3 separate regions of the Ovis aries genome follow, and regions 1 and 2 are each linked to region 3. The links are chromatin contacts, called in public Hi-C maps. All regions are on one chromosome and are shown on one strand. The core of a region is the stretch at or near the end of the contact, and the rest is flanking DNA. Distances in the headings are between cores, read along the strand shown. Region 1 holds the start of LOC101104855 (protein NPAT). Region 2 holds the start of ACAT1 (acetyl-CoA acetyltransferase 1). Region 3 holds the start of CUL5 (cullin 5).

The links. A called contact is a pair of places that touch in the nucleus more often than the background predicts.
Region 1: a contact with region 3 is called in a Hi-C map of tail adipose tissue, with 2.2 times the contacts expected there. The contact joins the promoter of LOC101104855 here to the promoter of CUL5 in region 3. A contact is called at or near these places in 4 of 16 Hi-C or Micro-C datasets (blood, liver, muscle and 1 more).
Region 2: a contact with region 3 is called in a Hi-C map of muscle, with 4 times the contacts expected there. The contact joins the promoter of ACAT1 here to the promoter of CUL5 in region 3. A contact is called at or near these places in 4 of 16 Hi-C or Micro-C datasets (blood, hypothalamus and muscle).

Annotation. Positions count from the first base shown.
Region 1 is chr15:17,516,388-17,519,468 of ARS-UI_Ramb_v3.0, forward strand. It overlaps LOC101104855 (protein NPAT), which reads right to left and starts at 1,817. Exons shown (of 17, transcript XM_060399691.1): 1 at 1,682-1,817. The coding sequence starts at 1,718. ATM (ATM serine/threonine kinase) reads left to right here and starts at 2,063. Exons shown (of 64, transcript XM_060399690.1): 1 at 2,063-2,176; 2 at 2,386-2,522.
Region 2 is chr15:17,411,258-17,414,287 of ARS-UI_Ramb_v3.0, forward strand. ACAT1 (acetyl-CoA acetyltransferase 1) reads left to right here and starts at 1,442. Exons shown (of 12, transcript XM_027979167.3): 1 at 1,442-1,582. The coding sequence starts at 1,511.
Region 3 is chr15:17,272,103-17,275,528 of ARS-UI_Ramb_v3.0, forward strand. CUL5 (cullin 5) reads left to right here and starts at 1,601. Exons shown (of 18, transcript XM_042232882.2): 1 at 1,601-2,053.

The sequences.
Region 1 (3,081 bases), core at 567-3,066, 240 kb after region 3:
ATTAAAACTGGAGGTGCAGTGTGAATACTTTAGGCAGATTTTTGTAACCACAAATAAGATGAATTGCAAGACTATATGAGAAACTATGAAAACAGTCCAAAGGGGAAATGGGACGCATACTGTTAGGACTGGAGGCAATAAAAATGGAATGTGAATGACAAATAAGAATTTTAGGATAAGAAACAATGACTGTAATTTAAATACATTTTTAAAGAAGGAGGAAGTCTAGAATACTCTCACAAGTTTGTTTAAATTATTCCAGTTAGAAAATTGTACTGCTTTCTTAAGGCCAGTAGTCCTTGCCCTCCAGGAAATATACTGGCAATATTTGGACACTTATTCTCACAATTGGGTGAAGGCAGGAATTGCGTCCCTGCTGGCATCTAATGGATAGAAGCCAGGGATGCTGCTAAACATCCCACAAAGCAAACAAGACAGCTACCACAATAAGTATGTCAGTATTATTGTGAATTTTGTGAAAGTCTACTTTGGATCTGTTTACAAATAAGCCTAATTAATATAAGAATTACAGGATAGACAGCTTTCTTCTTCGATGTAGGTTAACTGTTGATATTCAGTTTTGATAAAGTGGGCAAAAAGTTAACCAAACATTAACAAAACATGAGTTTAAATTTAAGTGATTATTTTCTCCAAAAACAGATGGCAGAACCATTACCCTCTAAAGTTTCCTGCAAAATGTGCCTGTCAAGAGTCTGTGCATAAAAACTTTTTTCTTTTTTTTGACAGGGCAGAATACTTTAAAAAGGAATAAGAAATGGATTTTTCTGACAGTGAAATAATGTTAGTAATGGCCTTTGGATACGAAGGGAAGTTTTAGAACAAATGTTTACCATTTAACCATTCATATATGATGTCTGTAAATCTGGCTCCGGTTTTGAGTTTTATGTGGCTCTCATTCCCCTAATACAATACTCTTTATTCTTTCAGGCGACAAACAACAAAACCCGTTTCCTGCACAGACAATACACCCTGACAACTGGCAGTGTCACTCTTCAAACTGAGGAAAAACTAGGACTAGAAAACGTTCAACTGGAAGGCATTTCCAGTGAAAAGTCTTGCTAATTAAAAAAAAAAGGAATTGCTGCTGTCTCAAAAGTATGCAACTGGCGTTTCAAACCTCTACATTCTACGACTTCTTGCAGGAGGTTGGGGGGACAGAGAGGCAGGATCACTTCATTTGTTCCAAATTCGTCGCTCTAAAGGCAAGTTATGAGAAGGCCGTCAGGAAGGTCCTTCGCTAAAGCTGGGCGGCTGGGGAAGTCTTTTATTTTTTCTTATTCGGCCCCAGCTCTGACACGGGAAAGTGAGCGCAAGGTTGAAGAAAACGCAGTCCATCCATCACGTAGGCAACTCCCCTGCAGGATTCTAATTAAGTGTGCAGGCCTGACTTTCCCTCCAAATCCGGGCCTCAGGTGTTCCACCCGGAGTTTCTCTTCAGCCGCCCCTCGCCAGAGAGTCTCGGAAGAGAGGAGCATTCACACATAAAGAAACTTAAACTGCCCGAGCCTCCCACTGAAGAAGATTCACCGCCAGTCTGAACTTGTAGGTGGGGAGGCAAAGCCCCAAAGCTTCCCCACCCTGGGAAAAACCTCTGGCTCCAAAGGTCCTTCCGTCCGGCTTAGCCTGATCCAGTACCCCTCCCTCCCGCGCCGGCGCTTACCCAATACCAGCCGGGCTACGTCCGAAGGTAACAGCATGATCGAAGCCCCAGAAGGAACCGTAGGAGACGAGACTCGGATAAAAACCAACACAGCGACAGCCCCTGCGCCGCATCTCCCGGTTCCAGTGGCGGCACTGAACTCGCGGCAACTTGTCCCGCCTCTTTCGCTCCCCGCCAGCCAATCGCTTCCGCCGGAGAAAGAAAGGCGCCGAAAAGAAACCCGCCTACGTTCTACTTGGAGCTGTCGTCACATCCGCCCTCACATTTGGATGGGGGCGGGGCGGGAAGGCGGGAGCGGAGAGGCAGAGCCGGCGCTAGAGGGCGAGCGGAGGATGCAGGGCCGCACGCCATTGGCTGACAGGGCGCACGCGTGTTTCCCTCAGACGAGCCCTGTGTTTGGGAAAGCGATTCTTGGGAGTGTAGAGCGTACGTGTTTGGCCAGCGTGGGCAGACAGTGCCCCGGCGCCAGTCAGCCTTAGTGCTTCCTTTGGAAACGTACGCTGCACGATCACTCCAGGTTTGATCCGAAAGCCGGGATAGTGCTTGGACAGCCGGCTCGGGCCTTGGGGGAGGCAGGTTGAGCGGGCTTGTAGGCTGCGGACATCACCGCTTACAGAGATTCCGCTTCGGCCGAGTCCAACTGTAGGGCCGCTGAAGAAGATGGCTTGACTAATCATCTTTTTCTCCCCTCTTATAACTAGTAGTTTTAATCAGCGAGCAATTTGTGGAGGCTTAAACTGCATCTCCTGATTAACAGCTTGGGCTTTGGAATCACTCTCCAGTTCAAAATTCTGACTGTCGGCTGACTGTACTACCTTCCCTGTGGTAATTTTATCCTGTGGTAAGTGTCGTGGTCTGTGTGGGGGTTGGAAAAGAATTTCGAGGCAGGAGGCAGAATGAGAGGCTGCTACTTCTAAGTCGCTTCAGTCGTGTCCGACTCTGTGCGACCCCACAGACGGCAGCCCACCAGGCTCCCCCGTCCCTGGGATTCTCCAGGCAAGAACACTGGAGTAAGTCGCCATTTCCTTCTCCAGTGCGTGAAAGTGAAGTCGCTCAGTCGTGTCCGACCCGCAGCTACCCCATGGACTGCAGCCTTCCAGGCTCCTTCATCCATGGGATTTTCCAGGCAAGAGTACTGGAGTGGGGTGTCATTGCTTTCTCCGAGAATGAGAGGAGAATAAAATTTATTAGAGTGGGAGCTGCTGTTAAAACAGCTGGCCATTTCAGGGGAGAGCCAAACGCTTTTGCAGGCTTGCAGCCAATTTCCATAGCCTTAAGACAGAGGAACTTCCAACTGGAATGCTGGCATTAGATGATTGGTTAGGATGCTATAGGGTGGATAGTAGGGTGGGTATCTTACATATTATGGGGTTAGGGTACTGGCTGGTTTAGATCCAGAG
Region 2 (3,030 bases), core at 192-2,691, 140 kb after region 3:
CTTCAGCTACATCCTACTCACCTGACTGATCTTGCCTCTTAATCATAGAACCTGATCAGTAAGTGCCTACATAGTTGCCCCCACCCCAGCTATTGACTGTTGTAATCTTTAAATCAGAACAACTTCACAAAGATGGTTTATCAAAGGGGCAGTGAGGGTTGTGCTCTTCTGCTGGTTTCCCTTCTGCTGGTAACCAATGAGCCATCCTGATATCAATTTTCTTTGTAACAATTCCCTCTTCTGACAGGGAAGACTCTTGCCACGGCCAACCTGCCATCTGCCACACATAAGAGTGTTTCTCTGTAGAACCCTCTTGCTTCTGGTGTAAGTAAGATTCCTTATCCAATAAACCATTGATGTCTCTCTTGCTAACTCTGTGTTCCTTCCATCTTGAGGCTGAGCAATTAAAAGGCTTTCAGTGCTGCTGGGCTCAGGTCAACCCTAACTTTAAGTGTGGTCAACTTTGAAAAATACAATCTCCCACTTGTTACAAAACCTAATTAAGGGTGGGGATTTTACTTTAGGAAAAACGTGTGTTTGCCTTGTGGTAAGTAAAGTCCTCGGGATACCCCTATGTTCTGCGTAAAATAAATATAGAGAATTCCTTGGTCCGCCAGTGGTTAGGACTCTGCACTTTCCCTACTAAACGTCTGGCTTCAATCCCTGGTTGGTGAACAAAGATCCCACAAGAGGCACAGACCACGACGCCCCCCCCCACCACCCCGGGAAAAAACCCCAGACAACAACGACAACAGCAAAACAAAAGAAATATAAAAAAATAATAAAGGAAAATAATGTTACAAAGTAATAAAGTTTTGCTTTCTCCAGATGAAGATCCAAAATTAAGCAATGGGTTCCCCAAAAGCCAGAATAATCATAGTTAACAGTATTATCATTCTCTGGAAATATGTATAAGAAAGCAATACCACATAATTATTCCAGTCCAGACCCCACCTCTACCACTTTCCACGCAATCATGGACAAAAAAACATTAACTTCTTTGTATCTGAGCTATCTCATTAGTTAAAGAGTAGATAATAACATGTAATTTATGGAGTTTTGATGAAGGTTAATATAGCTAATTGTTCAAAGTCATTAATGTTTTCTATTCCTCTTCGTCCTCCTACTTAAGCAATTGAAAAATTATCATAAGTGAAAAGCTAAACTGGATTGCTTAAAAATATTTTCATAAATTTCCTTTGTGCTTTGCGTGTATAAGTGAGAAAAACAGGCTCAGGTTACACATAAACCACGGGGCCTCAGTCAGAAGTGGCAGGAAACCAACCCAGCGCCACGTCAGGCGGCTTTTGCACAGGCGCCTCCGCCCCTCGGAGGCTCCAGCGCCAAGCCCCGCCCGACCCCGCCTCCGCTGCCGGCCAATGGCCGCCGGCCGTCGCGGTCCGAGGCTGCTATTGGAAGAGGCGGTGCAGCGGAAGGAGCTGAGTCGGGGTCGCGCCGCGCAGCGCCGCGCCTGCTTGCCCTTCTAAGCCGGAGACAGAAGTCGGCGGTCATGCCTGTGTTAGCGGCTCTTCTGCGGCGCGGCGCGTGCGGGCGCGGCCTCCTGCTTCAGAGGCGGGTGCAGGTGAGAGGGGCTGGGACTCGCTTCGTGAGGCCTTGGCTGCGGCCGCGCGGCCGGAAGGAGCCCTCAGTGCGGGCCTCGGGAAGACCTCCGCCCCCGCCCCGAACCCTGCGCTCGCGTCCTGAAGCGCAGGCTCCTGGGCAGCGCTTCCATTCGCCGCGGCCCTGTCGGAGTGTAGGCGTTGGTTTCTAGTGTCAAAGCGTGCAGGTGTTCTGACGCGCAGAAAGGTCCGGGACTTGGTCTCGACCTTGCCTGACGGGTAGCGAAGTCCGGTAAAACTGCTTCCCAGCTGTTTCTGGAAACATATCTGTGGACGTTACTGTCAAGAGGTTTTAATTTGATGCCGTAGGTAGTCATTTTGGGTTTACAGAGTGATAATAAATCGATGTGTCAACTCGGAGCAACTTCAGACCTATTAGGGAAAATAAACAGCTTCTCGGTTTCTTGATGCGTAGCGCTTACGTACCAAGGGTTTCCAAAGCCTTGTTTCTGTTCTGGCTTGTTGTGCTTAGGAAACACAGGAGCGACAGCCTTGGAAGAATCTACTATTTTCCATCCATCAGAGCAAGCTAGCTCGCATCACAGGTTTAGGGTCTGGCAAAAGCCAAGGAGTAGGTCTAGAATTTCAGGGTGTGGTTGTGAGGCGTGACTTTTCTAGTTCGGTTGGAGCAGTAAAGTTTGAAATCTAGTTCTATTGTTAAGAGTTTGAGTTTGACTTAAGTCAATGAGGACCGTTTATATTTTTGTTATTGTCGTAGTTAGAGGTCTAGGACGATTGAAGTGGGGGGAAATCGCAAGAGATTGTGAGAGAATAAATATAGAACTTGTCGAATGCAGAGTGAGAGTGAAGAACCAAGGGAAAAGGAAAAGTCTAAAATTAATCCTGGGTGACTGAGATAATAGAAGTCAGCATAACCTAAGTTTCAAACCAGAGTTTACTAGGTGAATTAGGTGAAAATAGGTACGTAAGTTTGTAAAAAAACAAAACATAAACGAAGTGCGGAACCTTCTTAATTTAGTTTAATTAACAGCTCAAAATCAAACACAAATGTTGCTGATGAGAAAAATGAAGATTATATAGAGTGTGAGTTGTGGTGTTCATTTATTACTTAAGTGGTCATATACTGAAGCATGGAGATACAGTTTGTTTTAACAGGATTTTCAGTATTCCGTGCCGTTTTGTGGAATGAAAGGTAATCTGTAACCTGTTAACTGGCTTTTTCTCGTTTGCCTTCGAAAACACACAGATCTCCCTTAATCGGCAACAGACTTTTATGGACTTAGAGTTTTTTGCTTTCCAACTGGAATTGCTTTTTTCTTATGGTCAAAAGAGTAGTCCTCCTTGTCACCCTTGTTTACATCCATTTCCCTTTAAACCTCTGCAGTTAGATTTCTAAACTACTCAACTGAAGGGTATCAGTGCATTTCATTTCCTGTGTTTCTTCTTCTTG
Region 3 (3,426 bases), core at 351-2,850:
TTCACCACAGAGTAGTCAGACCAATCACGTTGAAATGGGAGTCTGATCATACCACTCCTCTGTTCAGAAACCTGCAATGATTGCCCATCTCACTGAGAATAAGAGCCAGTCTTTGCTGTGGTCTACAAGGCCCGAAAAGGCCTTCTGCTCTTCTTACTCTCTCTCTAAACACACTAACCTTCTAACTAACTGTTCCTCTGAAACTCTGGGCAACTTGCCACCTGTGCTCCCCCCATTGCTGTCCTCCCAAATATGTCCTGGCATTCTCCTTCACCGCTTTCAAGTCTTTTTGCTCAAATGCCATCTTCTCAGTGAGATCTACTTGGATCCCTCTGTTTAAAACTGCATTCCTCTTCTCTGCTTTATTTTACTCTATTCAGTTCAGTTCAGTCGCTCAGTCGTGTCTGACTCTTTGCGACCCCATGAATCACAGCACGCCAGGCCTCCCTGTTCATCACCATCTCCTGGAGTTCACTCAGACTCACGCCCATCGAGTCCGTGATGCCATCCAGCCATCTCATCCTCTGTCGTCCCCTTCTCCTCCTGCCCCCAATCCCTCCCAGCATCAGAGTCTTTTCCAATGAGTCAACTCTTCTCATGAGGTGGCCAAAGTACTGGAGTTTCAGCTTTAGCATCATTCCTTCCAAAGAAATCCCAGGGTTGATCTCCTTCAGAATGGACTGGTTGGATCTTGCAGTCCAAGGGACTCTATAGCTCTAACTTATTTCTCACATTTTATGTATGAATGAACAGTTCGGAAATGTGTAGAATACAATACTGGGTATATTGTTCAATTCAGTTCAGTCGCTCAGTTGTGTCCGACTCTTTGCGACCCTGTGAATTGCAGCACGCCAGGCCTCCCTGTCCATCACCAACTCCTGGAGTTCACTCAAAATCACGTCCATCCAGTCGGTGAGGCCATCCAGCCATCTCATCCTCTGTCATCCCCTTTTCCTCCTGCCCCCAATCCCTCCCAGCATCAGAGTCTTTTACAGTGAGTCAACTCTTCACATGAGGTGGCCAAAGTACTGGGGTTTCAGCTTTAGCATCATTCCTTCCAAAGAACACCCAGGGCTGATCTCCTTTAGAATGGACTGGTTGGATCTCCTTGCAGTCCAAGGGACTCTCAAGAGTCTTCTCCAATGCCACAGTTCAAAAGCACACACAGGTATATTGTAGATTCTACATATAAATTATATTCCCTTTATTTGGCCAGTGGTTTGAGGTCTGAAGTGATAAAGCGTAGGGGTCTTAGGGTATAGGATGTGCTGGTATACCTGATCAACCTCTTAGAGGTTATTTCAGTGCCAGGCCCTCTTGAGTAGAAATATTAATAGTTAACACGTTCGTGCATGGATTCATTGATTCATGCAAACAAATATTTCTTGGGGCCCTTCTATGCGCCAGTTCTTGAAAACAGCTATTACAAGCATTTCACTCAGGATAACGTCTTTTTCGTAACCTCCCCACAGCACGCGGCGGTGGAAGACACATACTCCTGCCAGCAGAGGGCGTCCCCTCGCCCTCGCGGCGTGTTCTGGGCCCACGACGCTTTCAGGCTCCCACGCTCGCTCCCGAGCGCGGCCCCGCCTGCCGCGTCACGTGACGCGGCCGCCGAACCAGAGCGGCCGGTCCCAAACCGAGCTAAATTCGTTGCCAGTGGCCTCTGCGGGTGCCACCACAGAGGCTCATCTGAAGGAGTGGGGAGGCTCGTGGAGCCGATGCTTCCTCTTCCGATTTCAGGTCGGCTCCTGTTCCCTCTCACCTTTCGCCGCTGCCGTCTCCCCGAGTGTTTGCATGAGCTCTCTCGTACGGGGAGGCCCCGGTGACCATGTAGGGAGGGAAGAGCGAGGAAGCTCCGGGAGTGAGGGACGAGGTCAGCGCTGTGTGCACGCCGGCGCCCACCACATCCACAGTGCGGGCCGGGGGGCCCCTCGGCCCAGGTGGGACACTCGGGCCTGCAGTAGTGGCCTGGCACGGAGCTCCACGAAATCTCGCGCGGTCTCGCGAGAGTCTAAGTTGAAGGAATATGGCGACGTCTAATCTGTTAAAGGTAAGACCCTCAGTCCGTCTTGGATTTCTACTCCGGGAGCGGTGGGTTCAGCTCTCGGGGAATGGCTCGGTTCTGGTTCAGCGGCGAAATGGGGGAGTGTTCAGGGGTTGTCTACCGGAAGGGAAGCCAGGGAGGCAGCCGCCGAGGAGTGGAACGCGATTCTCCGGCCTTGGGGTCGAGAGGCCCTGGTTGTCCCTGGTGCCGGTTGCCTGGTGTATGAAAGGCCCGGCCGAGGGCCGACGGCGGGCAGTGGTCTCAAGGGGCCAGCGCTGGCTCGGGACCCCGGAAGAAAGGTGGTGCAGCGTCCTGACGGATCGGTCAGTTAGTGTCCTTAGGGTCTCAGTTTCTTCTGAAGCGGGAGTCTTGAGACGCATTAAAAAAAAAAAAAAGAAAAGAAAATCCCAGAAAATGTTGCTAACAGGTTTTAATGACTTGGATCCCCACCTCCTCAGTTTCTCTTCTCATTCTGTCTGCGCGGAATTCCAAGTCAGACGGCAGCGCCTGAAGCCCCAACTCCCTCCCTTAACTGCGGGCTACACCTTCTCTTCTGTTCTTCCTTTCTTGAGTTCGTATGTTTACCCTTTTTAACTTAGGAAACTGTTCCTCAACCCCATTACAGCACGCAACCAGATGACTACAGTGGAAGCACTGCCGTTGTCTTAGGGCTTAGGAAAGTTGCCTTATCAAAGACAACCGTTAAAGTTAGTTTTATGTATTTGGGATAGCAAGGGGGATCTAGGCCTAGAGAAGCGGATTCTTTACCATCAGTTACAAAGTTGAGAGGAGAAGGAGGAAGACCTGACACTAGTTTCGTCTGTGGTATGTTTGTAGTAGGCAATACTTTATACCTTAAAAGTACTACTGAAATGGGGGTAGTGGATGAACTACTTCTCCCTCAAAAACCCTGTCAATTAGGCCTTCAGACAGTGTTGATAGAGAATAGAAAATATATTAAAACTTACTGTAACCTCACTCTTGTCTTCTTTAGACTACTGATACTAACTGTATTAGTCCCTCTAATTTTACTAATTTTAGAGGCAGTGTGTCTTCTTTTGGAGAAGGGAATGGCAACCCACTCCAGTGTTCTTGCCTGGAGAATTCCATGGATAGAGGAGCCTGGTCGGCTACAGTTCAGAGGGTCACAAAGAGTGACACTACTGAGCAACTAACAAACATATATACACCGCCCCCGCCCCTCCCCGCCCCGCCCCTCCCCTCCTACCCAACCCCGTGTCTTCTTTTAAAAGAGGGAGGGACCTAGAACTAGACCTAATTTCTGCTACTTAGAATTTCTGCTCCATGACTTTGGGCAAGTTTCTCTCCGTTCCTGAGTTTCCTCATCAATATAGTGAAATTATCAATAGCACTTACTT